Regions from separate parts of the Mus musculus genome. Here all the other regions are linked to region 4. A link is a contact called in public HiCAR-type and promoter capture Hi-C data. All regions are on one chromosome and are shown on one strand. Each heading gives the region's core, a stretch centred on a gene start, on an enhancer-like site or on the middle of the called end of the contact. The rest is flanking DNA. Distances are from core to core; before and after follow the strand shown.

Region 1 (3,630 bases), core at 427-2,926, 1.5 Mb before region 4:
AGGCCCCCCTTCCCACCCTGTGGCAGACCTCCATCTGACCTCCATGCCAGTAACTGGAGCAGCATAGGTCTTTTCGTTGGTTTGTGCTTTTTTGTTTGTTTGTTTGTTTGTTTTCTTTCTTTACCCCATTCTCCTCCTCCAGGCAGCTGCTGAGATGCACAGCTTGTTTACCTTGGAGGTTTTTTTTTTCTTCTTTTAAACTTTAATAAAATTATCCTTGAGCTTCCACTTTAGTCTATTCTTAAACTCTTTTCTAAATGAGACTAAGAACCCCAAGAGGAGACCACAATTTCTACTGGATACTTGAGGAAAAACAATTTTTCTTTCTCTAGAATCAAAACCACTTGCTTTTGTTTCCATGCGGACAATATCCCCGCTTTGTGCTACACACAGTTTGTTGGATACAGAATAACAGCTTTCTTTAAAGGGACTCTGATCTAATTTCTGTTTTTCTGTGTATGTTGGGGGAGGGTGGGCAGGTATTTGTTTCTTTGTTTTCAGATAGGAGTCAGAATAACAGGCTGGCATGATTTCGGATGACCTTAGAATTCTCACCTCCCACATTGCTGCTTCCACTTGCAGATCGCTGAAATTATAAACCTGGGCCAACACAATGTGGGGGGGTGGGGTGGGGGGGGTTGCTTTTGTTTTTTCTTTCCTTGTGCTGGGGATGAAACGCAGGGCTTTGGATATGAGCTACATCCCAGACTTCATGATTTGTGTTTTTTCAAAACCCAATAGCGAGCGGGGCAGTGGTGGCGCATGCCTTTAATTCCAGCACTTGGGAGGCAGAGGCAGGTGGATTTCTGGGTTCGAGGCCAGCATGGTCTACAGAGCGAGTTCCAGGACAGTCACGGCTATACAGAGAAACCCTGTCTCATAAAACATAAACAAAACCAAAACAAAACCCAAAAGCGACCAGCATGGAGCTATGAAGTGTTATTCGGTGTGTATTCTACATAATTGATAAACTTCACACGTGGCAGGATAGTTTTCTTGCACCTAAGACACAGCAAATGTTAGGGTAGTTGGATGGGGACTTTACAGTGTTCAGAAGACAGACGTGATTTTCGTGGGGTTAGATATTAAATATGTTCTAATTCTACATTCACTATCTCTATACATTGAAAAGATGGAGCAGGCACATTGTAACTCTAAGATGAGTTAACAGAAAAAGAGCGAGTAGTCTTTAAGTACTGTGGCAATATTGCTTGCATAAAGTGTTTCAACGCGCTCTTCCCGGGACTTTCGTTGCTGTGGAATTCTTTAGAGCCACACCCCCAAGTTCAACTCTTGTACCACTGTTCGGCTGCACCTGCAAATCAAGGGCTTGCATGATCCAAGGGCAATGAGAACAGGCTCATTGCCAACGATCTCGCACAGCCTAGAGCTTTTCCGCTGAGACTGGGAGGGCGGAGGAAGTACGAAAGGGTGCAAAGGGGTGCAACACAGCGCAAGCTGGATCGTTTAAGCCGGGCTCCCACGGCGGCCACTCGCTCCGGGTGGTTTCAGCTGCACCACACCCCACAAAGCTCAGCAGCGCTCCCTTTTTTTTTTTCTTTCCCCGCCTCCGTCCTCCCAGGGCCCCGCCTACATGGGCGTGTCTTTAACCAGGGGCGGTGGCTAGCGCAGCCTTTCGCCCTCCTCCGTGCTGTCCGTGCTCCGCCTACGGGGGCGTGGTTCCAGCGAGGGGGCGGTGGCCGCAGCGCTGACAGCAGCTCCCCGCCCCCGCGGCCAGCCACGTCCCGCACGTAGCGCCCGGGCAGCGGCATACAGCCGCAGGTTGGCGCCCGGAGCTCCGGCTCCTCCGGCGGGGCTCGGTATGAGGCTGGCAAGGCTGCTGCGGGGCGGCACGAGCGTCAGGCCGCTCTGCGCCGTCCCCTGCGCCAGCCGTAGCCTGGCCTCGGCCTCGGCCTCGGGTTCCGGGCCGGCGTCGGAGCTTGGCGTTCCGGGCCAGGTGGACTTCTATGCGCGCTTCTCGCCGTCGCCACTCTCCATGAAGCAGTTCCTGGACTTCGGTGAGGGCGGCCGCTGGGCCGTCGGGCCTCTGTGCACGGGCCCCGTCCTCCCAGGCGCACCCCTCCTCCTCCCTCGTGTCGCCCCCCCTGCGTCTTAGGTGCTTCCTTCCTCCTCGGAGGGAGCGGGCGCTGGAAGGCCGGGCACGTAACAGGGACGTGCGACTATAGTGTGTTTAAAAAAAAAAAAAAAACTACAAACCCAAAAAAACAAAGCAGGGGGCCCGCGGCTGCAGCCTTCCGCGCACGTGCGTAGGTGCGCGCTTGGGGACCTGGTGTCTTTGGGGATGCCTTGCTCAGGTTCAAGGCCAGGGCTCAAACTGCTTCGAGGGTGGTGTTCTGCAGAGGCGAGATCGGTGCCAGCACAGTGGCGATCGTTTGGAGTGGCGTGATGGCTGGAAAACAAGTTACTACTGGCCCAGTGCTTTCCTCGCCAGTGTTTTCACCGAGAGCAAATTCGTTTCAACAGCAGCCAGTCTCAAGCACGTGTAAAGTGCATGGTCTTGTCTGTGTGTAACAGATTGCAGAACTGCAGAATTAGGCCTTTGACTTTTGGCTTCTCATCAGGAGTAATGAGGCGGAAAGGGAAATGCTTAGAATAAACTCTTAACATTGAAATCCGAAAGTTCTGGAGTAGAAAAAGTTATCTTCTGTGTCGTGCTGCCAGGTTATAACATGGTTAGCACGCACGAGAGATTAGTGGTGGGGGTAGGTACTTTATCTTAAAATTGTGGTTTGAAGTGACAGGTGCTTTTCCTTGTGTTTCTTTAGTAAGGGACTATGAAAGGCCCCCGTTTTGTGTGTGTGTTTTGCTTTTATTTGTGAATGCCTGTACTGTGGTGTAGCAATGTTCACCTTGTTCATGAATACGCTATTAAACTTTGGCAAGATGCTTTCCTTAATAATACTGCTACTGTTGACAAGATAGTTTTCTGCTAAGGTTCCATCTGCGAGGTCCACTTAGTTTCAAATGGATTGCTGAAATGTGACTTTTTTAGTTCAAGTGAAGGTGCTTGCCAGGGGAGGGACACTTATCAACTCTTCTGCCAAACATCTGGATTCAAGAGTGGAGGAAGGGGGAGGTGATGGTCTCAGGAATCAGACAACTGAGCTGGTTCCACTTGATGGTTGGTGATACTGTGTTGATGGTCTTTGCCTTCTGTTGCCTGAAAACCTCTGTACTGACTGTGTTCTGGTGGTATTTGTTCTGGTGGTTAGTATTTGTGTCTAGTCAATGACTTGGGTCAGAATTTACTCAAAAGTCGAGAGTCAGGATTTCTTTCTTTTCCTTTTTTTTTTTTTTTTTCTTCTTTTTTTGGTTTTTCGAGACAAGGTTTCTCTGTAGCTTTGGTGTCCTGGAACTCACTCTGTGGATCAGGCTGGCTTTGAAATCAGAGAGTTCCTCGTTCTTCTGTCTCCCAAGTTCTGGGATTAAAGATTCCAGCCATTACTTCCCAGCAGGAGTCAGAATTTCTAAAGGCAGCAGCAGTGGGGTATATAGAATTGGCCTTTCCCAGTTCTCTTCACAGGCCCTGAGCCTTACTGCAGACAGCTTACCTGAATCCTAGTCATCCTGAAGTATAACAAGTACCTACATGGTTGTACTGAGCATACA
Region 2 (3,790 bases), core at 577-3,076, 1.9 Mb before region 4:
CACACACACACACACACACACACATACACACACACACACAAACACACACACACATACACACATACACACACACACACACACACACACACATACACACATACACACACACACACACACACACACACACACACACATTCCCTAACTCCAAGGTTCAGGGGATGATCTCCTAAGAGGGGAGCTATGAAAAGATTCTAAGGGCCAGAGGTACAGGGTGACCTCTGTGGAAGTGTTTTCTGGATGAAACAGGACCAAGGCACACATGGATTCATAATGGCTGTCACTACACGCACAAGACCTAGCTAGCCGAGATCTCAACATAGATTGGGACAAGGACACAAAGTCCCATTCATAGCTGACAATTGACAGAGCTACTGAGGGGATGAGGGTGGTCAGTTTTCTCCAGGGTTTCTGCCCCTGAAAGGATCCCCGTGCTCCAGTAGATGGCCCTACATTCATGTGCATACTGGCAGTAGATGGACTCAGTGTGTTAAAATAAAAGCACATGAAGTTGAAAGGGAAATGTGGTGGAAGGGATGAGCAGGAGTTGGAGGAGAAGGATGGGGGCGCGTGGTGGTGCTGGGAGTGTATTAGACAAAAACACATTCTATGTGTGTATGATATTCTCAAACAAAAAGAATACCCTTGGATTAAGTGTTCTCCGATTTGAGGTTTGTGATGAGTTGAACTCTGCCTCCTGAGGTTAAAGGTGTGCCAGTTGAGCATGTGGACTCTTTTATTTTTTATTTTATATATGTAGTACAGTGTAGCTATCTTCAGACACACAAGAGGAGGGCATCAGGTTCTATTAAAGATGGTTGTGAGCCACCATGTGGTTGCTGGGAATTGAACTCAGGAAGAGTCCTAAGTGTTCTTAACCGCCGAGCCATCTCTCCAGCCCGCATGTGGATTCTTTAAAATCAATGAGAAGACATCCACATATTCACAAGGAATCCTTATCGATCTCGACTGCATTCAAAGTCCAGAAACTGCTACACTACAGTTTGGGTTCTTTCACCATACACATCTTGGGGTATCATGGTCTGTGTTGAGCACAGGAAGCTACCAAGATGGATAACACCTGGTCCATGAGCGTCTGGACTCCACCGCAAAACAAGGGCAAGAGGCACAGAACCTGGTGAAATCGGGCAACAGTATCATCGAAGGTACAGCGGCTGCCTCACTTGCCTTGACATAGGGGCTATGCAAGCTGACATGCGTCATTCTTTAAATATCTAATTTAGGGATAACAGCAGTTAATACTGCCAAGCAGGAAGTGTCATCAGGGAAGGAGAAATCCTGTGAAGATACCCACAGGGCCACATAGGTGTCCCAACTATTCTATTCTGGAGTCTCTGCTGAGTAATTAATATTCTAACATTGCAAAGGGAAGCTGATCAAACTGATCCAACTTTTTCAACTAGTTGCCTGGAAATGATTTGTAACCGAATGAAAGGCGATGAAAGTGCTTTGTTGCACACTAAATTGTGTTTGTTTGTTTGTTTTTTTTTTCCTCTCGCCCAACTTCACGTATCCATGCACCAAAATGGTGATTCTATAAATACTGGAGGCTACACTTACATGACGACTTTCTTCCATCCCTGATGGGTCTGGAAGCTCAGAGAGAGAACTGCGGCCGGAGCCAGCCTCTCCTGGTGGAAGCGAGCTGGCCGCAGACGGAGCTGCTGGCCTCGACACCAGAGGCACTCGCTAGCCCGGGCTCCTGCAAGCCAGCTCACGCGCGCGCGCGCACTCGCCTCCCACTGCTTCAGCGCTTCTGGGCTTTGAGAGCGCGGCTACTCCAGTGGGCGGAGCTGCGAGGCTCTCTTGGCCACGTGACCGGAGCCAACATGGCGGCGCCCATCGGCGTCCCCCTGCTCGTCCGTGGAGGTAAGCGATCGGCATACGACCGCTCCAGGGCTACGCGCCCAGAGACACGTCCGCGCGTGGGCTTGGTACGCACGTGCGTACTTTCAGTCGGACCCGCGTATACCATACACGTTGGCACGCTGCAGAAACAGACACACGTTTGTCCTCTTCTTACCATGTTGCTTGAGTGCTTAGTTCTTGAGATTTGTGGGTCGTTACCTGAAGTTTTCTTCCCTCTCTTTACTTGTGTGGTTAGTGTTGCAGACGTATCTACCAGCGACGACGGTGAAATGCGCCGGAACACTCGGTTTAGAGCTGTTGGATTGGCATGCCTTTTTGAGAAACTTGTAAAAGGTGATGACAGTCATGATGACTTAGGAGAGCTAACGATGTCAGGGGCATTCCAAACAGATGCGTTTCCGGCGAATCGTTGTTGAATTAGTACTAGGTTCGGATTCTTTGCTAGCAAGAACTCAAAAATAGGTTCAAGAAGGACGAAAAAAAAAAAAAGGAACACCAACGACTTTAGATACAATTTAAGTGCCAGGCACATAGGAACGGTTTTAGGAGGTAAATATTTTCAGAGCAATACTCAGCACGTATTATATACCTTCCGAGCCATCTCACCAGTCCAGCTTAACTTAATACAATCCCCTTTTGTGAAGTCAGATACCAACTTATTTGTGTGTATCTAAGGGTGTGTAAAAAAGTTTGACGTTGACATGGAATGGTGTCCACAAAAATATATTATTTGGAATATTTGGAAAAAGCAAGTTGTAGGACATTAAAATTACATATATTTGTTTGTCTGGTGTATGCTCAAACAGGTGCCAAGGTGTGCATACAAAGGTCACAGGGTCATAGGAGAACTTGTGGGAGTTCTCCCATTATCTGTTTTTCAGACCATGAGGCTTGGTTCAGGCTTTACCCACTGAACCATCTCACCAGCCCAGTTTAGCTCAATACAGCCCCCCCTTTGTGAAATCAGATACTCATATATTTGTGTAGTTATATTTGTGTGTATATGTGTATCTAATATAATACATACAGAGAATGACATACACGATTCACGGCTTTGTGAAATAAAATATTCAGTTTTTATGAAATGCCCATATTTTCCAAAGCACTCAAAATATAGTGCTACATATCTTAGAGGTTTTTGGCAAAGATGACTCTGGTCATTCTGTGTGTACCCAGAACTTCTCATCACTTGAATGATCTTGTACATTTAATACAACTTGTTCATGTGAAGATTAGATTTTCTTTTTTTAGCCTTTGAAATGTTCTTCATAGGAGAAATTTCAAACACACAACAGAGCGGCAAACTCTGCATACACATTGTCTGCTCACAAATCATGTGTGTAGAGACACTCACTTCTCCACCCCAGCCACAGTGCCTCCCACGATGGTATTATTTTAAAGGATGTCCTAGGTATATCACTTTATTTGTAGATTCTTTTGCCTATGTATCTCTGAAAACTGTGCCTAGGGAGTATAGCTCAGTGGTTAGCACCCATAAGCCTTGGTTTGGGGTTCCCCTGCTCCATAAGAGGAGAAAGAAAGAAAAAAAGGAAGGAAGGAAGGAACAAAGAAGGAAGAAAAGAAAGACAGAAAGACTGAGAATCCTACTCATTGTCTTGTATATTGTACTTATTTTTAGAATTTCTATTTAGCTATTTATTTGTTTTAAGACAGAATCTCCTGTAGCCTTGAACTCCTGGTCCTTCCGCCTCTACCACCGTGTGTTGAGATTAGTGGTGTAAACCACCCGTCATACTGGGCATTTCTCTGTCAGTTTCTCTGTTCAGATTTCCCAGTCATGCTCTTGTAACAATTGTTACATTTTATTTTATGAGACAGGGTCTTGTGTAGGGCGGGCTTGAATTCCTGGTCCTTCTGCCATTTCCAAGCATGTGCTGCCACA
Region 3 (3,583 bases), core at 878-3,377, 1.6 Mb before region 4:
GAATGGCCATTGGCTAATAGGACTTGAGCATGACTGGTCAGAGGGAGCAGTTGCAGTACAGGGCTTGGACTTGAGTGGAATCTGATGGATCTGGGACATATGCGCAGGGTTTGGCTGTTCAGCACAGCTTTCTTAACCAGTTCAGAAGTATTTCAGCAACATGGCAGCTACATCACTGGCTCCTGGCTGAGAACTACCTTGCGATTAAATGTTTAAATGTCAACTTGAGGATTGAAATCAAGAAGGTAACAATGACCTTGAGGTTCCTTATGTCCAACCATCATCAATTGGACCTGTCTTTCAGGGATAGTGGTTGCCATACATGAAAGAAGAAAACGGTTGTGAGTGACACCCACTAAAAATCACACTGCTGATATTTTCTACCTCACTAGACAGTCATTTCTAACAGTTTCTCAATGTCCTTCAGAAGCGCTTGTTCAAACCGTGTGATCTTCAAGATCTCGTGTGCATTTAGATCCATTATACCTCACCCAGGGCAAGATGTGAGATTACTAGTTGTTTGGGAAGTGGCACATCTGCTGGGGACTCACTCTGGCAGCTGCTGCCACCTGTGAAGACCACACGTGATATTCACATAGCTTCTCTGAGTAGCTCCAGCTGTTCTCTTGGTACAGATGTAGAAGGACGCTTTGGGTCTCCCTTGGGACTGCACCCTGCTTCTATTTCCTATGCATGCCTGTTAGGTTCCATGGAAAGGCCCTTTCCAGCATCAGGAGTGTACAGCCCACTGTGATTGTTACCCAGCTCTGGGCAGTTGGTCCTGACTTGTATAGAGAGTTGGCTCAACACAACTAGAGGGAGCACACCACTAAGCAGTTTTTATCCATGGTCTCTGCTCCAGGTTCCCGTCCTGAGTTCTATTATCTGGAAATGTAAGATAAAACAAACTCTTTTCTCCTCAGGTGGCTTTTGGTTAAAATATTAAATTACATCGATAGGAGACAGGGTAGAACAAGGCCCGTTCAGTAAGTTACTGAAAACCAAGACCCTATGCACAACATACATGTTTTTAAGAAGAAAATCGATTATATTAACATATGTCAAAATGTTAACATTTTTTTCTATAGTAATAAATTGCTTCTTTATTGACATACATCGAGATCTAGCAGAGTAGCTACCTAATAACAACTGTAATTTGAAACATCTGCAACAACCAACTTTTCTGGATAAAACAGTATTTTCTACTGATAATTGGGTTGTTGGTACAGTCTCCTGCCTTTGTGGTTTACTGTCTACATTCATAAGAGAAAACATGCTAATCTAAATGTCAGAGGATAATAAAAAATGGTTCACTAAAATGTATATTGTTTGTTCTCAACCAAGTTCTGAGCGTCCCTGAAGCAAGTTTTTCTATCCTAAAATAAACATGCCTCAAAAGCCAACACCTCGCTGGAAAGCCCCACCCTATGCCCGCGAGACTCAAGCCTTCAAGCCACCCACACGGACCTCTAGCTGTCTCTATCTATGCAGTTCTAACTAGACTAGGAAACTTAGGGTAAGAAAAGGGGACAATAGCTAAACTCCAGGGCCCAAGATAGAAGGACTCAGTGTTCCCTACCTAGAGATCTTCCCACAAAAATCTGAGTTGACTTTTTTCTTTTCTTTTCTTTTCTTTTCTTTTCTTTTCTTTTCTTTTCTTTCTTTCTTTTTTTTTTTTTTAAAAAAAAAACCAAAACTCATCAGCACAGAGAAGCCCGCTTCCTAGGCCTGAATGAAACAGTGTGTTTTTAAGTAGCACAGCAACGTTTTCGACGTTTGGGTCCCTGGGGAGCCAGCGAGTATGCAACATCAAGCCAACCCCAAGAGCTGGGCATACTTAGGCGCGTCTTGAACCCTTGGAGAACGGATGTCTTTGCAAGTCAGCCCTATGAGGCCCGCAGTTCAGTGACAGGTAGAAAAAAAGCCTGGCTAGTCTTGCCAAGCTCCGGGACGCTTCCGGGCAGGTGGCGGGAAGGTGGGAGGGCTGCGGCGGGTGCGCCGCTGCGGGGCGGGGCCGGCAGGGAAGGTGCGTGTGGCGGGCGGGGCCTCGGGAGGGGCGGGGCGGGGCGGGGCGGGGCCGGAGTCCCGGTCACTCGATAAAACGCTTGAGAGTCTCCAGAGAACAACGGGCTCATTGAGCAGCAGCTAGCTGCGGGCGTGGGGGAGCGGCCGCACAGTGAGCGTGAGCCGGCCGGGGGTGGGGCCGCGCGCAGGGGCGACCGAGGCCAAGTGGCCGCAGCGGCGCGCCAGGCAGCCCGGCCCCGGCCCCGAGCCCGCGCGCACAGAGGCCGCAGCAGCTCCGCGGGTCCCTCCCACCGCGCGCGCCCATGGCGGTCGCGGGCCAGTTGTGCCTGCTCTACCTGTCCGCGGGGCTTCTAGCCCGGCTGGGTACAGCCTTCAACCTGGACACCCGCGAGGACAACGTGATCCGGAAATCGGGGGATCCCGGGAGCCTCTTCGGCTTCTCGCTCGCCATGCACTGGCAGTTGCAGCCGGAGGACAAGCGGCTGTGAGTTCCCCGACTCTTCCCATCCCCACCGGGGCGCCGCGCTGCGCCAGGGAGAACGAGGGCGCGCCCTGCTGCCGCCCGTCCCGCGTGCCCAGAGCCTATCCGTGGGCTAGCCCAGCTCGGCTCTGCTCTGCCCTGGCCTTCCCTACCTTGCCCTGCCCTGCCCTGCCCTGCCCGCTCGCACTTCTTCGGCCCAAGACTTGAGAGATCCGGGCCCGCCGCGCCCTGCACACGGCGCCTCCCGGGAGTGAGGAGAGCCGAAGGGACAAACCCCGGGCCCGGCCCCGGGATACTTGACTTTCCCCCTCCCCTGAAGTGCTTTCCGCGGTTCTCCACTTCGGGCTTAGTTTGCAGGGACCCCGGCAGGTGGCACGCTTTGCTGAGCTTCACGTGTGCACTAGGGACAGTGATGGGACACAGGGTTGCGGGAAGTCTTCCAGGGAAATGCAGGCCTTTCTCCAACTCTCCGACCGTCCGGTCCCCTCCCTCGTTCGCGCGCCGCGTGGAAGTTGGGAAGCCACTTTTCGCTGTCCCGTATGACTTTCCCTGCAGAGTGGGCTCTCCTGCAGGAGATACTTTAACATGCTTCTTAAAAAGCACCTGTTCCTCAGGACTAGCTCAGCTGTGAAAACAGGCTTCTTCGAGTCGGTGTGCTAGCTCCCCCTCCCAGCTCCCTGATAGATCAGCAGCACTCAAGGATCCTCCGGCCCCAGTGCTGGGTGGGCCTCACGGAGGAGTTAGAGCAAAGTGCCCCTTCTAGGAGGGACTTAGAAAAGAAGGTTCGGAAGTGACAGTCATCCTCCCAAGTGTTTCTTCCAGGAGAAAGCGACTGGCTCTGCCTTTTAAACAGTGTTGGCTCCCACATGACCCAGTTCTTTGATTGGGGAAGATTTTCTGGAGCTTAGTCGCCCAGTCGCAGTGGGGTTAAATTCTTGATCCATGCTCATTCCCACAACAAAAGGTCCTCCTCCCCGCCCAGGTCTTGAGTTGAACCCAGGTCCTTCCAGGACCAGCAGACCGGAGAGAACAGAGTGCAGCCAAGGGGAAAGGAGAGGCCAGAATTATTTTAAACTG
Region 4 (3,334 bases), core at 161-2,660:
CTTTTTAAAAGTAATCTGTCCTTTTCCCCCTTTCAATTTTTCCAGTGTTATAAACAGTTCCCGAGGCAAATGAAAGTTAAAATGACTTCTAGTCTGACATAATGTCACACACCTGTAATCACAGCACTAGTGAGGCAGAGGCAGGAAGACCATGGGTTCAAGCCCAGCTACAAAGAAAAGCCAGCCAGGACTTAAATTAGCAGCTGTCTCAAAATAAGGAAGGGAGAAAAAAAAAAACTAAAAATAACTCTGAAGTTTTATCTCATACCATTTTAAACATGAAAACAAAACAAAACGAAAAACCGCTTCTTATGCACATTTTAAGATTAACAAGAACCACAACAAAGGAAGTTTTAAAAATGTCATCCAGTCCTTTAAACTACAAAAACAAGACTTGTTGCAGAACAAACAAGTTGTCCTATCACTGGAAAAGCCAATTCACTGGGCCAGACACTAGAAAACGAAGTATACAAACCATCTAGTCGCATTACATCTGACTTAGATAACATGACCAAAGCACTGAAATTGTAGGTTAAATGCTATTAAGTTCAAATGTGCTGCAGTACTGACTTGAAAGAAAAAGCTTTAAACTGAGGCTGTTCTCTTCTCAAACACTCCTATCCTTTAGACAGGAGAAAAGCCTAATGCCTTGCAGCACTATAAAAAGCACTCTTCAACATCAACAGGCACTCCAGTCACTGCCTTTTCCCTTGTCAATCTGCAGGATCAGACTTTGGCCCGCCAAGATAAGGAGTGCAGAGTCCCTGACCAAATAGATGATACCGAGGGCAGCTGACACCCGTGGAAGTGGAAAGCCAGGGCATGGGAGTCACAACGTCAGGTGCTCCGTAAAGAAGTATGGGAGAAAATTTGGCGCAAAGATCCCGAGGTGCTCAGGAGGGGCAGACACGAAGGCCACCTTGGGCTAAAGTAAAAAGTCCGAGATGACAATGTGAGCACACGTGCAACGGGGTGCTTCGCACCCTGGGGACCGCAGCTCTGGCACCAGAGGGGACAAGTCGTCCCTTGTGAGCAGACCATCTCCAGTGTTCCCGCAGGTTTCAGGCGCAGGCTCTGTGGAGCAGAGGCGGACAGGCGCAGCAGCTAGCCGAGGCGCCAGGGCAGCCTGGCGCTGCCCACTGGTCCGGACCCCAGGGGCAGGGGCCATTGCAAACGCAACTGGGGCTCATCTCACCTGCTAGGTCTGCAGCTCCGGCTGCAAGGAGAAGGAAGCCGATGCTCACAGAGGGCCAAGCAGCGAGCACACCGCCGTCATCTCCCGCCCCGAACCCTCTTGTAGCGGCGTGTGCCAGCGGCAGATGCCCAACCACGTTCCGAGAAAGGGAGGGGTGAGCCGCTGCGGTCCTGTCAGCTACCTTAGGCGTCTGCAGCCCGGTGCCTCCTCCCCGCCTCCGCCCCGCCTTCAGGCTCCGCCCCTGGCCTGGAGGTCAGAGAAGCCGGTCTCCATTCTGCCGTGAGGCCCCGCCCCCAAGCTCAGGACATGGCCCCGCCCCGCCCAAGGCCCCGCCTCCAGCATGGAGGTCCGCGTTTCAAATCTCCACCCCGCCGTCAGGCCACACCCCTAAGCTCCAGTGCTACACTGCACTCCGCCCTGGGGCTCCACCCCAAGGCCCCGCCCCTAGCCAGAAGGCCCGAATGCGGGTCTCCACCTCGCCTTTAGGCCCCGCCCCCAAGGACAAGCGACACCGCTCCACCCCCGGTGCCCGAGGCCACACAGCCCAGTCCCTGCCCTTATGCTTCGCCTCCGCCAAAGCCACTTGGCCGCCGGTCTCCCGTAGCTGTACTTCCGGCTTTTCTCTTCCCACAAGATGGCGGCCGGGTGGGGATTGGCAGTATTGGTTTCCTCCGCCTCTGCTCAGACTCAGGAAGGCCTGTCATCATTTCGGTTAACCTCAGCTTCCAGTAATCCTGTCAATTCCTCTCCTGGTTAGCCTCGTCATTGCATAGTATAGAGTTATAAATGCAAGGATGTGAGTTCAAACCCTGCCTTCTACCTTTCCCAAGCTAGCATGATCTTGACCTTCCTAAATCAAAAGAGATTAAAATATAAGCTTTAGTTGTGTGCTTGATTTAGAATACATTGCCAGCAGCGACTGCTTCTTTTTCTGTTGTGGAGGAACTCTGGCTGTATGCTCTTAGTTTACAGACAGGAATCTCCTAGTATTCTCGGAAGTCTACTGGGGCTTCTCGAAGTCAACGTGTGAAAATGAAGACATTTTCTGAAACAAAAAATATTTCTAATTTAAAGCCTGATCTCAGTGATTTTGTAAGTATTTCTTAAAAAGAAATCTTGCTTTGCAAATTTTACTGTTTTGTCTGGCCACTACTATGTCCTATTAATCTGTGCAGTTTTAGTACAAAGTACAGTACTATTTGCACCTTTAAATTAAGTTACTATATGGTTTACTAAGAAAATAAAAGCCGGGAAGGGAGATGGGATGGGGGAAGGGGGTTCCGAGGGAAAATGAGGAAAGGGGATAAAATTTGAAATGTAAATAAAGAAAATATGTAATAAAAAATGGGAAAAAAAAAGAAAAGAAAAGCCAAGAGCTGGCTTAAGGATATGAAGCCTAAGGAAAGGTGAGCAGAATTGAAACTATTTTTTAAAATGTAGCTTACTCCCTTTTGGTTCATTTTTTGTCTTTCTCACTTTTAACTATTAACCTAACTGCAAAAAAAAAAAAAAAAAAAAAAACAATACATCTGTTATCTCAAGGCTAAATGGATTCCTGCCTTGAAACTATGAACATTAGTCAAACTAAATATTTAGTGAACTTTGACTTTTAAAGGATTATTGAAAGACAGGCCTAGAAAGGAAAGTTAAGGCCAACCTGTAGGAGTTCCTTGTGTTAGCTTAGCTTAGTTTATCCTCTGACAGCACAGTAAGATTGGTACAATTTCCCCACACTGGAACATGTCAGTGGATTTTGTGCCTTATGATCTGGAAGCCTTCCCAGGATAAGTGGAGAGATGAAAGGCAGAAAGGACAGTATGGTGACTTTGGGACTAGCCAAGACAAGGAAATAACCTACTCTGGGCTAATGGTAGTACAAATGGAGTAAGTTTGAGGGGTGTTACAGAAGAACTGTAGAGCCGGACAGCTGAGAGAGGTAAAGAAGAGGAGGTGGGGAACATTAAGTTTGTTCTCATCCACTAAAATAAGGAGAAAGAAGCCAGGTAGAGAGCTTCTAATAGATTTCCCAGCTGTGAAATTCTGCTATCTGGAAATGAAGAACTATTTCAATGCGCTTACAAAGGAGGAAGGGGCTACAAAGAGTGAATTTGCTTCTAGACCTAAAATTGGAAACCCTGA
Region 5 (3,380 bases), core at 121-2,620, 1.8 Mb before region 4:
CTGAGTTTGGGTGAGGCCCAGGGACGCCGCCAGCTCGGCTCGCTCTGGCAGGGCCAGATACTGGGTCTTCTGGAAGCGTCGTTGAAGGGCCGCCAGCTGGAAACTGGAGTAGATGGTGCGTGGTTTCCGGACTTTCTTTGGCTTCCCGTTCACTATTCGGATTTCAGGCTCAAGGTCTTCCTTGTCTGCAACGAAAAGTGAGTGGTGAGCACCCACCGTCCAACCCCGCGGTCCTAAAGTTCGGAGCGGAGGCCTTTAGAGACTTGAGGAGGCCTTCCCAACTTCAGCACGCGCCGACTGGCCTGGCCACGGAACCCTGCAAGGGACCCGGGGGAGCTGTGCAAGAGAGAAAGAAGAGGCGGGCAGCAAAGCTATGCGCTACCCACAGCATGCCAACTGGCCCAACCGCCCACCGACTCTGTCCCCCGGAGCGTGGAGAGGCAGAAACTGCGATTCGCGTGCAGTTGGAGATTGGGCAGAGTTCAGGGCGGGAGCAAGAGATGCACAGAGTGCAAGGCTAGAGCTCCGGACTGCCCCCCACCCCATGCTTACCCGGTCCCTCCCCGTGACTTGGGCACCCTAGATGCTTGCGATGCTTACCCGGCTCGTTGTTGACCGGAGACGAACTGGTGCCGTAGGGCGCGTAGGAGGTGTACGCGGCGGTGTAGCCCAGGTCGTAGCTGCTTTTGGCGGAGTAGGAGACATTGTTGAGGCCGCTGGCGTGGTACTGGTAGGAGCCCATGTGCGCGTAGGGCGAGGCCCCCCCGCCGCCGCCGCCCGCCGGGTGCTGCTGGTTGGTGTAGTAGCTGCTGTCCGTAGCCGTGGACACCGGGAGGGTTGGCGACTCCTGGGGCTTGTGCAGGCTGCTGTTGCTGCTGCTGCTGTTGCTGTTGCCGCCAGGGCCGGCGCCCGCACCGCTCGGGGGCTGCTGGTGCTGGTGGTACGTGCTGGAGGCGGTGATCTGGGTCGAGTGCATATCAGCCACCAGACTGTCAAAGACTCCAGTCATCCTGACCCGGGACAGGAAAGAGCACGGGTGGCGGGCGAGAGGGGGATGCGAGGCGCCTCCTCTGTCTATCTCTCCGGGTCCCTTCCAGCAACCAATGTAATTACGGGGAGGGGGAGGGAGAGGAAAACAAGAAATGAGGCTACGGTCTAGGCGCCTCCTCCCCTGGAGGAGGCGATCACCGTGCGTGGCTCGGGACCGCAGCTGCTGGCCGCATCCTTCCCGGGCCTCTCGGACCTCTCGGCTCCTGGCCCGGCTCGGGCGGGGGGCGGGCAATGGAGGGGGCAAGAGCGGTCAGACCCGGTAGGGGCTCCAGGAGGCGGGAGCAGGTGAGCGACCCCCGAGCAGCTTTACGATTGTCTGCCGGGCAGGCTCCTGCAGGGTGGGCATTTAACACTTATCACGTGACCGCGGGCAACGTCACCTAGCAACAGCCAATCAGAAGGAATGAGCCGCGGGGCGCCGGGAGTCCGCGACCGGGCGGCCCCGGGACCCGCGTGTCACGTGGCGGGCAAGGCGGCCGCGGTGGGTGCGTGTACAAGCACTGCAGAAAGTGGGTACCCGATCTGGAGCTGGATAGGGTGCGGGATGGCCCGCAACAGGACATAAGGCTCCGGGAAAGAAATGGGGTCTCCCACCTTACTCTGCTTTCAAGAGCCAAGTCTAACGATTTACATCTCTTGTCCAACTTCGCCTTAATCAAATAAAGCCAGGAAGAGGGCCGAGCCAGCTCTGTCTCCTTTTTCTCCAGATACTTTTCCTCGAGGTGCCTGGCTCGCACTACTCTTGTCAGCCACTTTGCACCTGACGGGCAATTGATTTAAATTATCCATAAACCGCGTATAATAACCTATGCTTCCCAAACTACCCACAGAGATATTACGACAATTAATTGGATAATGTTTAACGTTTTTCCTTTTTGCTTGAGAGAAGAGCTCTATAAGCCCAAAGGTATTATTACTAGTAATGTATTTGAAATCACTTTTCCTCATACACATAAAGGTCTCTAGTAATGACGCACATCTGAGCCACTAGCTGGAAACTGATTCTGAGGTTCCCTCCTTGGGAAAGGTAGGCCAGACTAGACAGCCTTCAAAGTCGTTTGCATTGGTGTTTTTATGAAAAGGGGAATGAAAAAAAAAAAGAGATACTGAAGTAATATTAGAGATTTATCAAGATTCATTATCACACGTTTTCTTGATATAAACAATAAATATAAGAAGTTTTATTTTGTCTACTTTATTTTACATTTTCGTGTTCTAGGATCTTACTCCACTGTTGTAATTTCTTTCTCTAGGTTTCTTTCTTTATTTTTATTTTTCTTCTTTCTTTCTTTCTTTCTTTCTTTCTTTCTTTCTTTCTTTCTTTCTTTCTTTCTTTCTTTCTTTCTTCCTTCCTTCCTTCCTCTCTCTCTCTCTCTCTCTCTCTTTCTTTCTTTCTTTCTTTCTTTCTTTCTTTCTTTCTTTCTTTCTTTCTTTCTTTCTTTCTTTCTTTCTTTCTTTCTTTCTTTCTTTCTTTTCCAAGTGATGAGTTCCCCTCTCTGGTGGTTGGGATTTTCAAAAGAAGGGTGATGGATGGACTCAGCGCAGTGATGGACTCTCAAGTTTGAAGATTGCGGTAGCGCCTGCTTTGTGGCGCCACCTGGTGGACAGTGTAGGAGGTTGTTACAGGCCTGGTAGACAGTCTAATCACGCCCAGGCGCCAGCCTCTGAAACCCCCCAAAAGAACAAAATAGTAATTAAAAGCCACAAAATTGTGCTAGTGCGCGCCATCTGAAGCATCCCTTCCTAAAGACATAACATGTCACTGAAAGAACTTGTTACAACAACTGCCTAATGGAAAACAAGTTGATACTTTAAAAAATACGATCTTTGGTCTTCCCCAGAAAAAGCAAGTGTGTAATTAAAACTCCAGCATTCACACAGCGGAATAATGAGGCAGGTAATGCGCCTTCCAGTCTGCCTGGATTTAGTTCTCAGCCACTTGGCTAAGGAAGGCCTAGAGAATGGGGAAGAATGAGTTTTATTAGAAACGCTCCCTGGTGGGACTCGCCTGCACCAGACCAGACCCTCCCTACTGTATTGACTTTAAACTGCTTCCTGCCCCTTTTATGTGCATCAACGGTATCTCAAGGTTTTTAATCCAGATTGCCTTTTAGCGACTCGATTTCAAGTCCCTGTGCTCTGACACCACACGAGTAGCTGTTTTGCCCTAATAAAAGGAAAAAAACCAATCAAAATTAAAATTAAAAATCAGAATCAGAATTAAAAATCTGATTGCGCTTTCTCTGCCCCTTTGTTGCCAATCAAGCCTGTCCTGAAGGCATACTGGTGGTGGAAAGTTTTCTGCATTCTATTTCTTTCTCAATCCCCAG
Region 6 (3,464 bases), core at 94-2,593, 1.4 Mb before region 4:
GAAGACATGTCTCCTTCACACCATATAAGATGACACCTTTGGAAGTCTTTATGTGGTATAATATGTTAAGAGATATTTATGGTAAATAATAGAGATTAACGGAATGAAACTCAGCTGAGGGACAAGCCCAGAACAGGGAGTTTCTGCTGAAAACACTTGGTTGTGGGTCTGAAACCAGATCCTGTCTATTGAACATGGGGAAATGGAAAATTTTTCTGGAGAGATTTAAGGTCAAGGTTGTTGTAAGAGAATCAAAGCATCCCAGAAGGCACAGGCTGTTTCCTGCTCCCCAGTCTCCCTGCATCGGCCCTAAATGGGCGGTGTGTGTAGGGACAGTAGCAAATGATCGAGGATAAAGCCCTGTTCCGTTCCACCCATGCCTATTCCTAAGTGTATGTCACAAATATCGAAACAGCGCTTGATAGGAGTCCAACAGATTTAACTTGTCCCCAAATTCCTGAACAACGGTCCATGTAAATTTATTTCTTTTTATTTTTTTATTTTTTGGCAGGGTATAACTGAACGACTTCTAGGCATAACACTTACAGTGAACACCTACAGGAAGACAGGCAGCTGTGGCCACCCTCCGCACTGAACCTGGGAAGAGGAAGGCTGTGGGAGAGTAGAGGCTAACCACCCAAGTTCATGGAGTGCCCAGGAACTTGGCTTCCAGGCCTGAAACCTTAGTTCTGCATGGGTCTCAGGGATATCCCATTCTTAATTGCTTCTTTTTGTCGTGGTTGGGACATGGAGTCCAAGTAAGTCTGAGGTTCAAGGCCAGTGACTTCAGTTTGCACCCCCTTTTAATCCTCTGGTCTCCTGGGTCCTTTGCTTCAGACTGTCTCTGTTTTTCCCAGCCCCCAACGCCCCTCAACCTTCCGAATCATTTATCCTTTGGGGTCCACATCAAGAGACCATGATGTCCCCCACCCCCACCTCATCGCAAGCCTTCCCAGCCCTGCCCTCTCTCATCCCAATTTAAACAGCAGACTGTAAAGGTGAGCTGGGATCAGCTAGCAAGTTTTGACAGCCACCGAGGAGGACTAATGGGTTTCTAAGGAAACGGAGAGGCAGCAGCCATTTTAGTGGCATTTGCTGTACGAAAAATATATAGAGTCTGACATCCCCTCCCCACGCGCAACCGGGTGGCATCGCAGCAGAACTCCCCCTTCTTCCCTCCCCCGAGGTGAGGGTAGACGCGGGCCTGGCGGAGCGGGGCACCTGCCGCAGGTGTCGTGGGGTCGCCGCTCCTGGCGGGCGGGCGGGGCGGCTGGGCTCCCACGCGGGCGCCGCAGTGCAGCGCGGGCCTCGCGCCTGGCCCGCCCCTCGGTCCCCGCCCCGCAGGCCGCGGGAGCCCGCCGGGAGGCGCGCGGGAGGTGGCCGCGGCCCGGGGCCACCGCGCGCTGCTGCCCAACATGGTCGCTGCGCACGCTGCACACTCTCAGTCCTCGGCCGAGTGGATCGCCTGCCTGGATAAAAGGTACGTGGGGTGGGGTGCGGGATCTGGGTCGCGGGGGTCCACTCGTGGGGTGCCACCTGCGGGAGAGCATTCCACGTGCCGGGAACAGAATGCGGCGCCGTGGGGGACAAGGTGCCAGCCTGCCCTGGTCCCCTTCCGCCCCGCTGCGACTCCACGCTCCATTCATGGGTGGGTGGGTGGGTGGTTTCCAATGGGCACTAAGACCAGGGAGGGTACATACATGCGAGCTTCAGGCTGTCCAGACCCTCAGGGAGAATGTCATTTAAGTTTCCAGGAGGGGCGGGGAGAAGGGGGGTATTCATGCAGGTGCAGTCACCTTTTTTGTTTCCGGAAAACCAAGTGTTAGGGACTCAGTGGAGCTGTCAAGTCCCTTGCTGAAATCCACAGCCCTCTTCCCGCGGGCGCTCTCTCAAGGTCTGTGTTAGGAAGGTCACCGGAGGCGTCTTAATCTTCTGCAGAAAAGACCCTCACTCTAAAGAGAAATTTAAACCGCAGAGAGTGCTGGCTCTCGCCAGCCTCTGATGAAGGTGCCGTGGGTGACAACACACTGCAGTTGTTTCTAGGCTCTGTCGGTGGAATTTTCTGTTTGTCCAGATTGCAAATTTAACAGTAAACATTACACAGTATGTTAGCAATTATAGTTTATTACCCTAAGGAGAAAGGTGATGCATCTGAACTTTGAAAGAAACAAGCAAACGCCTTGCAGCGTGACCAGCCTCTGAGTCCCAGAGTTTGGTGCCAAAGGCCAGTGATTCACATCCTTCAGCAATCTGCATGATATCCGAATTGCATTTGTGGGAATTATTTTGTGCTCTGCCATATTGAAAATTTTTCAATGAACAGATTTGTGACCGGATCAAACTTGAGGATCTGAAGAGTGGCCGGCTGTGCCTGTTCCACTATTGTAGGCCTTTGATGGAAAGATATTAACTAACTGAAAAGAGCTAAATGAACTCATTTGAATAACTTAATGTGATAAACATTCTCGATTTTTAGTTACTACACAGTAGCAAGAATATTTTTGGCAGGCATTGCCCCATTTCTGACTAAAATGGTATGTTCTAATATTAGAGAAATTATATGCAGTAAACAGTAAGACAATTGAAGAGATGGTTAAGTCATACAGAATTCTGTGGAGGAATTAAAGGCACATTTAAGCCAAGAGCTTGCTAATGTGATCAGTAATCTAAATTTAATACTTTAGGAAAAGTGAATTATAAAACAAGAGATAATCAGGCGCTTGCACTTAACCTATAAATAGTGCTTCCCGTGAGTGATAATTTTGGGTAGTAAGCAACATACTTCTCTTTGCAGAGCTGCATAGCAAACAGTCAGTAATCCATTGGAGATCCTTTCGTCAGTGAATACTTAGGGCGAAGTCATGGGGCAGCGGCGGTGTGAGCGGAGTGGCCAGGACGTCTATCCCTGTGCTTCTGCTTGTAAGATTGTATTCGGCATGGATTTCTAGAACATGGCACCACAGTTTAATGCCACTATTCATAGTGGGCAAAAAAACCTCAAAAATGAAACAAAACCAAAAAACCCCACAAAAACACACACAAAACAAACAAAACCCAAAACAAACAAACAAACAAAACACTACAAAAAGGCCCTCCTTTTCTTGAGCCTCAAGTTCCTGACCTGCAGGCGAGTGGACAGATCGATAAGCTGCGGATGTTTAGGCTCAGAGCCCCCACCCGCTCTGAGCTTGTACCTCATCTCTTTTACTTCCTGAGTTTGAAAACTGAGTGTCCTTGGCTCACCCCCAGCAGAAGGGAGGAAAAAGCTTCCTAGTGCTTTGGAAGCTAGGAAGTACCCTGTATATGTTTTATTTCCACAGTGTGAAGACCTTCTTGTCTATTCTGTGGCCTCGATCCCAGAATTCCTCAGAAGAGCCATTTAGGAGGGGCTGTTTCATGGCAAGCCAGTAGGAGAGGCCGATTTTGAAGTTGCGATTTTGAATGTAGTCTGTTAAATTTTTAAA
Region 7 (3,655 bases), core at 815-3,314, 2.0 Mb before region 4:
TGTTCCTGCCTCAGACTCCCGGGTGCAATGAGCTTAGGCACAATCTATCACTTTAGCTATATATTTTTTTTATCTCTAATACTAGAGAGCATATTAATTCTAGACTATTTCACCACGTGTGATGGTTAGTTTTAACTGTCACCATGGCATAGAACAAAATACACACATATAAATGTTTATATACACACATACATGCATATATGTATTACATACTACATACATATATACACATATATACTATATAACACATACATATATGACCCACACAAACCTATATTAGTGTGAGCATGTTTGCTGGGGATTGCCTTGATCATCTTAATTGATGGGAGAAGACTCACTTTAAGTGTGAGCAGCACCTTCTGGTAATGGCCCAGGTAAAAGGCAGAAAGAAAGCTTTGCTAACTTGCCTCCTTAACCTTCATTCTCACTGGAGAGTTCATTGACCTTTTTGGTGTGTAAGGGTCCATGATTTGCTGAAGGATGTCACCCTGGACTCCAATAGTATGTAACCACAAAGAGTGTTGAATTCTGCAGAAGTCTAGCAAGCTGGGTCTCCCATGACCCAGGTAGAGAGACACCCAAGTGAGCTCAGAGGCCTGATTTAAAGCACATTAGGGAGTTCTGGGGTAGGTGACCTCTATGATAATCTGTTGGGTCCATCTCTACTGACATTCCATTGCCGGGGTAGAGAGGCTGTAAACTTGTTGGGGGAGGCCTGGAAACTGCTGCTGACCCATTGTCCTTGCCTCGGGCCAGACAGGTGGCCAGACAGGTGGCGGGCCGGCTTCGGAGGCCTGGACTTGCCTGGACTTGCCCAGGTCTTGGTAAGAGATTTAGGCCTAACCTCCTTAACTGCCAATTTGAAGCCTGTCATGGAGTCAGCCTAGCCTTCTCAAGCGCTGGTATTAGAACCTTGCTAGGCAGAGACCCAACAGTTCTCCAGGAGTCCCTCAGGTCTTCACAGGCAGATTGGGCTGAGGCTCCTAGCTTTGAGGACTGACCACCAGGTTTTCAGCATTTGCTGTGAGACAACCACTGTCTGGCCTCTCCAAGTGTACCACATAAGCCAAGGTGGTAAGTCATCTTTTAATATATGTTCATTCCATTGGTTCCTTCTTTTCTAGAGAGACCCGATATACCAAAGATCAACTTTCCATACGGCATGCATCATTTTAAAGCGTATCAGCAAATGTGTTGACACCAGGGAGTCTGGTATTTGAATACCATCGTAGAGGTAAATAGCAAATTATCCTCTGGGAGAAAAAAAAAAATCCAAAAGCAACTAAATAATAAGGCCCATGATTAAAAATGGGTAGTATCCTATGATTAGTTCAAGCCACTAGGACCTCATACAAGTCCAACTAAATCAAGCCACTTGAGGTAGTGTTAGTAACCACTTTTAGTGAGCTAAATGGTTGTCCAGAAAACTTAAGAGCAAAAGCAGGTATATTTCTAAATTTTACTTTTAATAGTTGTGCACGCTAGCATGTAATCAGAGCACAGCTTTCGGGAGTCTTCCATTTTGGGTCCCTGAGTTCTTTAATATGGCACTATTTTTCAATTTGGGAGCACAAAGAAAGTCTATAATGGGTTAGTGGCAGAGCCTTATGTCTACCATAAGTATGACTCTGAATTGGTCACCCAGCTCCAAAATACGAATAAAATTCAGAGGAACCTTTTAAAATGGGTTATGGCAAAGTTGAATCAAAAAGTTTAAAAACTTCGAAATGAAACCCCCACAGAAAAACTTGCGTTCGGGCCAAAAGATGGGAAGGACAATCGCCTTAAGCTGTTTGAGAATTCACATTAATTTCTAAGCAAGTCTCTAGTGGCCAGCAAGCCGCACAGGCTGGGACGCCGAAGACATGGGGTGAGGGCATCCTCACGTGCGGTGGCTAGGCAACCGCGGGCGCCTTCTCACGGTGCTAGCCCCGCCTCCTGAGGCACTTCCGCCGCCGCGCGCCTGGACCTTCTCCCTCTCATTGGTTCGTGGCTCGCCGAGGATGGGCGGGGGAAACGCGTAAGTCCTTGCGGTCACTTCCGGCCCGGGAGCGCGCGGGTTGATTTGTCCTTCCTCAGCTGCGGGCGCTCGGAGCTCGGAAATGGCGGGTAAGTTCCCGGGAAAAGTTTAGCAAGGGGAGGAGGCGGGTGCTTCTGGGGAAGAACGTTGAGGCGGCCGTGACAGTGGCCGCCTGGAACTTTCGGGCTCTAGCAGAGGTTCCAGAAGGCCTCTCCCTTCCGCGAGGCACTGAGGGTCGGGGACTGGCTCCCGGTGGGCCGCGCTCGGCGCCACCGCCCCCGGTGCTGACGCTCGGCGCCTCCCGTGGGCCTCCCGGGCCTTGAGCTCAGGCAAGGCGCTCAGTTTGGTCTGGTGGAGCGCGGTCTGCCTCGGAGCCTTTCACCCCCTCGTTCCCCTTTGCTCACTGTCGCCCTAATGTAACCCATTAGGTCCAGTTCCCGCCAGCTGATCCTCTCCAGGGCCCTGCCCACCTCCCTCCCAGCCAACTTCTGAGCGAGCGCGGTGCTGCTGCCCTGCCCTGGTTCAGGGCACACTCAGGGTCTCATAACCCTTCAGGATTCCTGAGATCATTGTTTTTTTAGATGTCCTTTGAGAAAGTCGTTTTTACACTGCCCAACTTGTCACTTAGAATGGAACTTCTGTGCTGTGTGTAGTAGAATCCTCTTGCTGTGCTTTATTCGTTTCTAGCCTTGGAGAAATTTCTGGTGGAGTATAAGAGTGCCGTGGAGAAGAAACTAGCAGAGTACAAGTGTAACACCAACACAGCAATCGAGCTGAAACTAGGTGCGTATTTCCTTTCAGAGGAGTTCTGTGTGTGCAGCCCTGTATTTAACAGAGCCTTTAAAATAGGAAACACAGCTTGAGGTTAAGACGATTACGTAACAGGTACTTTCTGCGTTGACTGGACATGGAGATTTTAGGCAGTTCTCTAAGTTCATGCGGTAGAAGGGGTAGGGGAAAGATAGTGATAAGAAAGTGAAAGATAGTGTGGCAGAAAGTATATGTGATCTCATCTTAAAAATTGCAAATACACCAGGCAGTGGTGCCGCATGCCTTTAATCCCAGCACTTGGGAGGCAGAGGCAGGCGGATTTCTGAGTTCGAGGCCAGCCTTGGTCTACAGAGTGAGTTCTAGGACAGCCAGAGCTATACAGAGAAACCCTGTCTCGGGGGAAAAAATTGCAAATGGGGGATGGAGAGATGGCTCAGCTGTTAAGATCATTGACTGTTTTTCCAGAGGTCCTGAGTTCAAATCCCAGCAACCACATGGTGGCTTACAACCATCTGTAATGAGATCTGATGCTCTCTTCTGGTGCTCGTACTTACATATAATCATTCAATCAATCAATCTTCAGGCCCCAGGGAGCAGGACTGGTAAGAGCACTGACTGTTCTTCCGGAGGTCTTGAGTTCAAATCCTAGAAACTACATGGTGACTCACAAACATCTATGATGAGATCGGATGCCCTCTTCTGGTGTGTCTGAAGACAGCTACAGTGTACTTAGATATAATAAATAAATCTTTTTAAAAAAAATTGCAAATATGATAATAACAGCTGTTGGTTAGGATGTGGAAATTCATGGGTTGCTGGTATTATATCTAAAATGATATAACAACTTTGGTTTGGAAAAAAAAT

The links. Promoter capture Hi-C pulls out the DNA fragments that hold promoters and counts their contacts. HiCAR-type assays count read pairs that join an accessible place to other places.
Region 1: a HiCAR-type map of astrocytes shows a contact between it and region 4, with 4 times the contacts expected there. The contact joins the promoter of Pdk1 here to the promoter of Gpr155 in region 4. A contact is called at or near these places in 6 of 39 promoter capture datasets (the HPC-7 cell line, hippocampal neurons, liver and 2 more), 1 of 484 Hi-C or Micro-C datasets (pre-B cells) and 2 of 115 datasets of contacts at active chromatin or transcription factors (astrocytes and embryonic forebrain).
Region 2: a HiCAR-type map of astrocytes shows a contact between it and region 4, with 2.4 times the contacts expected there. The contact joins the promoter of Metap1d here to the promoter of Gpr155 in region 4. A contact is called at or near these places in 1 of 115 datasets of contacts at active chromatin or transcription factors (astrocytes) and 1 of 9 other capture datasets (adipose tissue).
Region 3: a promoter capture Hi-C map of pre-B cells shows a contact between it and region 4, with 5 times the contacts expected there. The contact joins the promoter of Itga6 here to the promoter of Gpr155 in region 4. A contact is called at or near these places in 3 of 39 promoter capture datasets (the C10 cell line, liver and pre-B cells), 1 of 484 Hi-C or Micro-C datasets (embryonic stem cells) and 1 of 115 datasets of contacts at active chromatin or transcription factors (astrocytes).
Region 5: a HiCAR-type map of kidney shows a contact between it and region 4, with 5 times the contacts expected there. The contact joins the promoter of Dlx2 here to the promoter of Gpr155 in region 4. A contact is called at or near these places in 4 of 39 promoter capture datasets (hippocampal neurons, liver and pre-B cells), 2 of 115 datasets of contacts at active chromatin or transcription factors (embryonic forebrain and kidney) and 2 of 9 other capture datasets (adipose tissue and embryonic stem cells).
Region 6: a contact with region 4 is called in a promoter capture Hi-C map of hippocampal neurons, with 6 times the contacts expected there. The contact joins the promoter of Rapgef4 here to the promoter of Gpr155 in region 4. A contact is called at or near these places in 5 of 39 promoter capture datasets (the HPC-7 cell line, cranial neural crest, embryonic stem cells and 2 more) and 1 of 115 datasets of contacts at active chromatin or transcription factors (astrocytes).
Region 7: a contact with region 4 is called in a promoter capture Hi-C map of liver, with 2.9 times the contacts expected there. The contact joins the promoter of Hat1 here to the promoter of Gpr155 in region 4. A contact is called at or near these places in 3 of 39 promoter capture datasets (hippocampal neurons, liver and pre-B cells) and 1 of 9 other capture datasets (liver).

The regions. Positions count from the first base shown.
Region 1 is chr2:71,871,548-71,875,177 of GRCm38.p6, forward strand. It overlaps Pdk1 (pyruvate dehydrogenase kinase, isoenzyme 1), which reads left to right and starts at 1,677. Exons shown (of 11, transcript NM_172665.5): 1 at 1,677-2,018. The coding sequence starts at 1,823.
Region 2 is chr2:71,451,512-71,455,301 of GRCm38.p6, forward strand. Metap1d (methionyl aminopeptidase type 1D (mitochondrial)) reads left to right here and starts at 1,827. Exons shown (of 10, transcript NM_025633.3): 1 at 1,827-1,887. The coding sequence starts at 1,848.
Region 3 is chr2:71,784,812-71,788,394 of GRCm38.p6, forward strand. Itga6 (integrin alpha 6) reads left to right here and starts at 2,128. Exons shown (of 26, transcript NM_008397.4): 1 at 2,128-2,509. The coding sequence starts at 2,328.
Region 4 is chr2:73,385,070-73,388,403 of GRCm38.p6, forward strand. It overlaps Gpr155 (G protein-coupled receptor 155), which reads right to left and starts at 1,411. Exons shown (of 17, transcript NM_001190297.2): 1 at 1,196-1,411. It overlaps Gm13707 (a long non-coding RNA gene), which reads left to right and starts at 1,781. Exons shown (of 9, transcript XR_866430.3): 1 at 1,781-2,287.
Region 5 is chr2:71,545,384-71,548,763 of GRCm38.p6, forward strand. It overlaps Dlx2 (distal-less homeobox 2), which reads right to left and starts at 1,371. Exons shown (of 3, transcript NM_010054.2): 1 at 601-1,371; 2 at 1-185. The coding sequence starts at 1,009.
Region 6 is chr2:71,979,872-71,983,335 of GRCm38.p6, forward strand. It overlaps Rapgef4 (Rap guanine nucleotide exchange factor (GEF) 4), which reads left to right and starts at 1,344. Exons shown (of 31, transcript NM_001204165.1): 1 at 1,344-1,480. The coding sequence starts at 1,416.
Region 7 is chr2:71,387,196-71,390,850 of GRCm38.p6, forward strand. Hat1 (histone aminotransferase 1) reads left to right here and starts at 2,065. Exons shown (of 11, transcript NM_026115.4): 1 at 2,065-2,109; 2 at 2,708-2,803. The coding sequence starts at 2,103.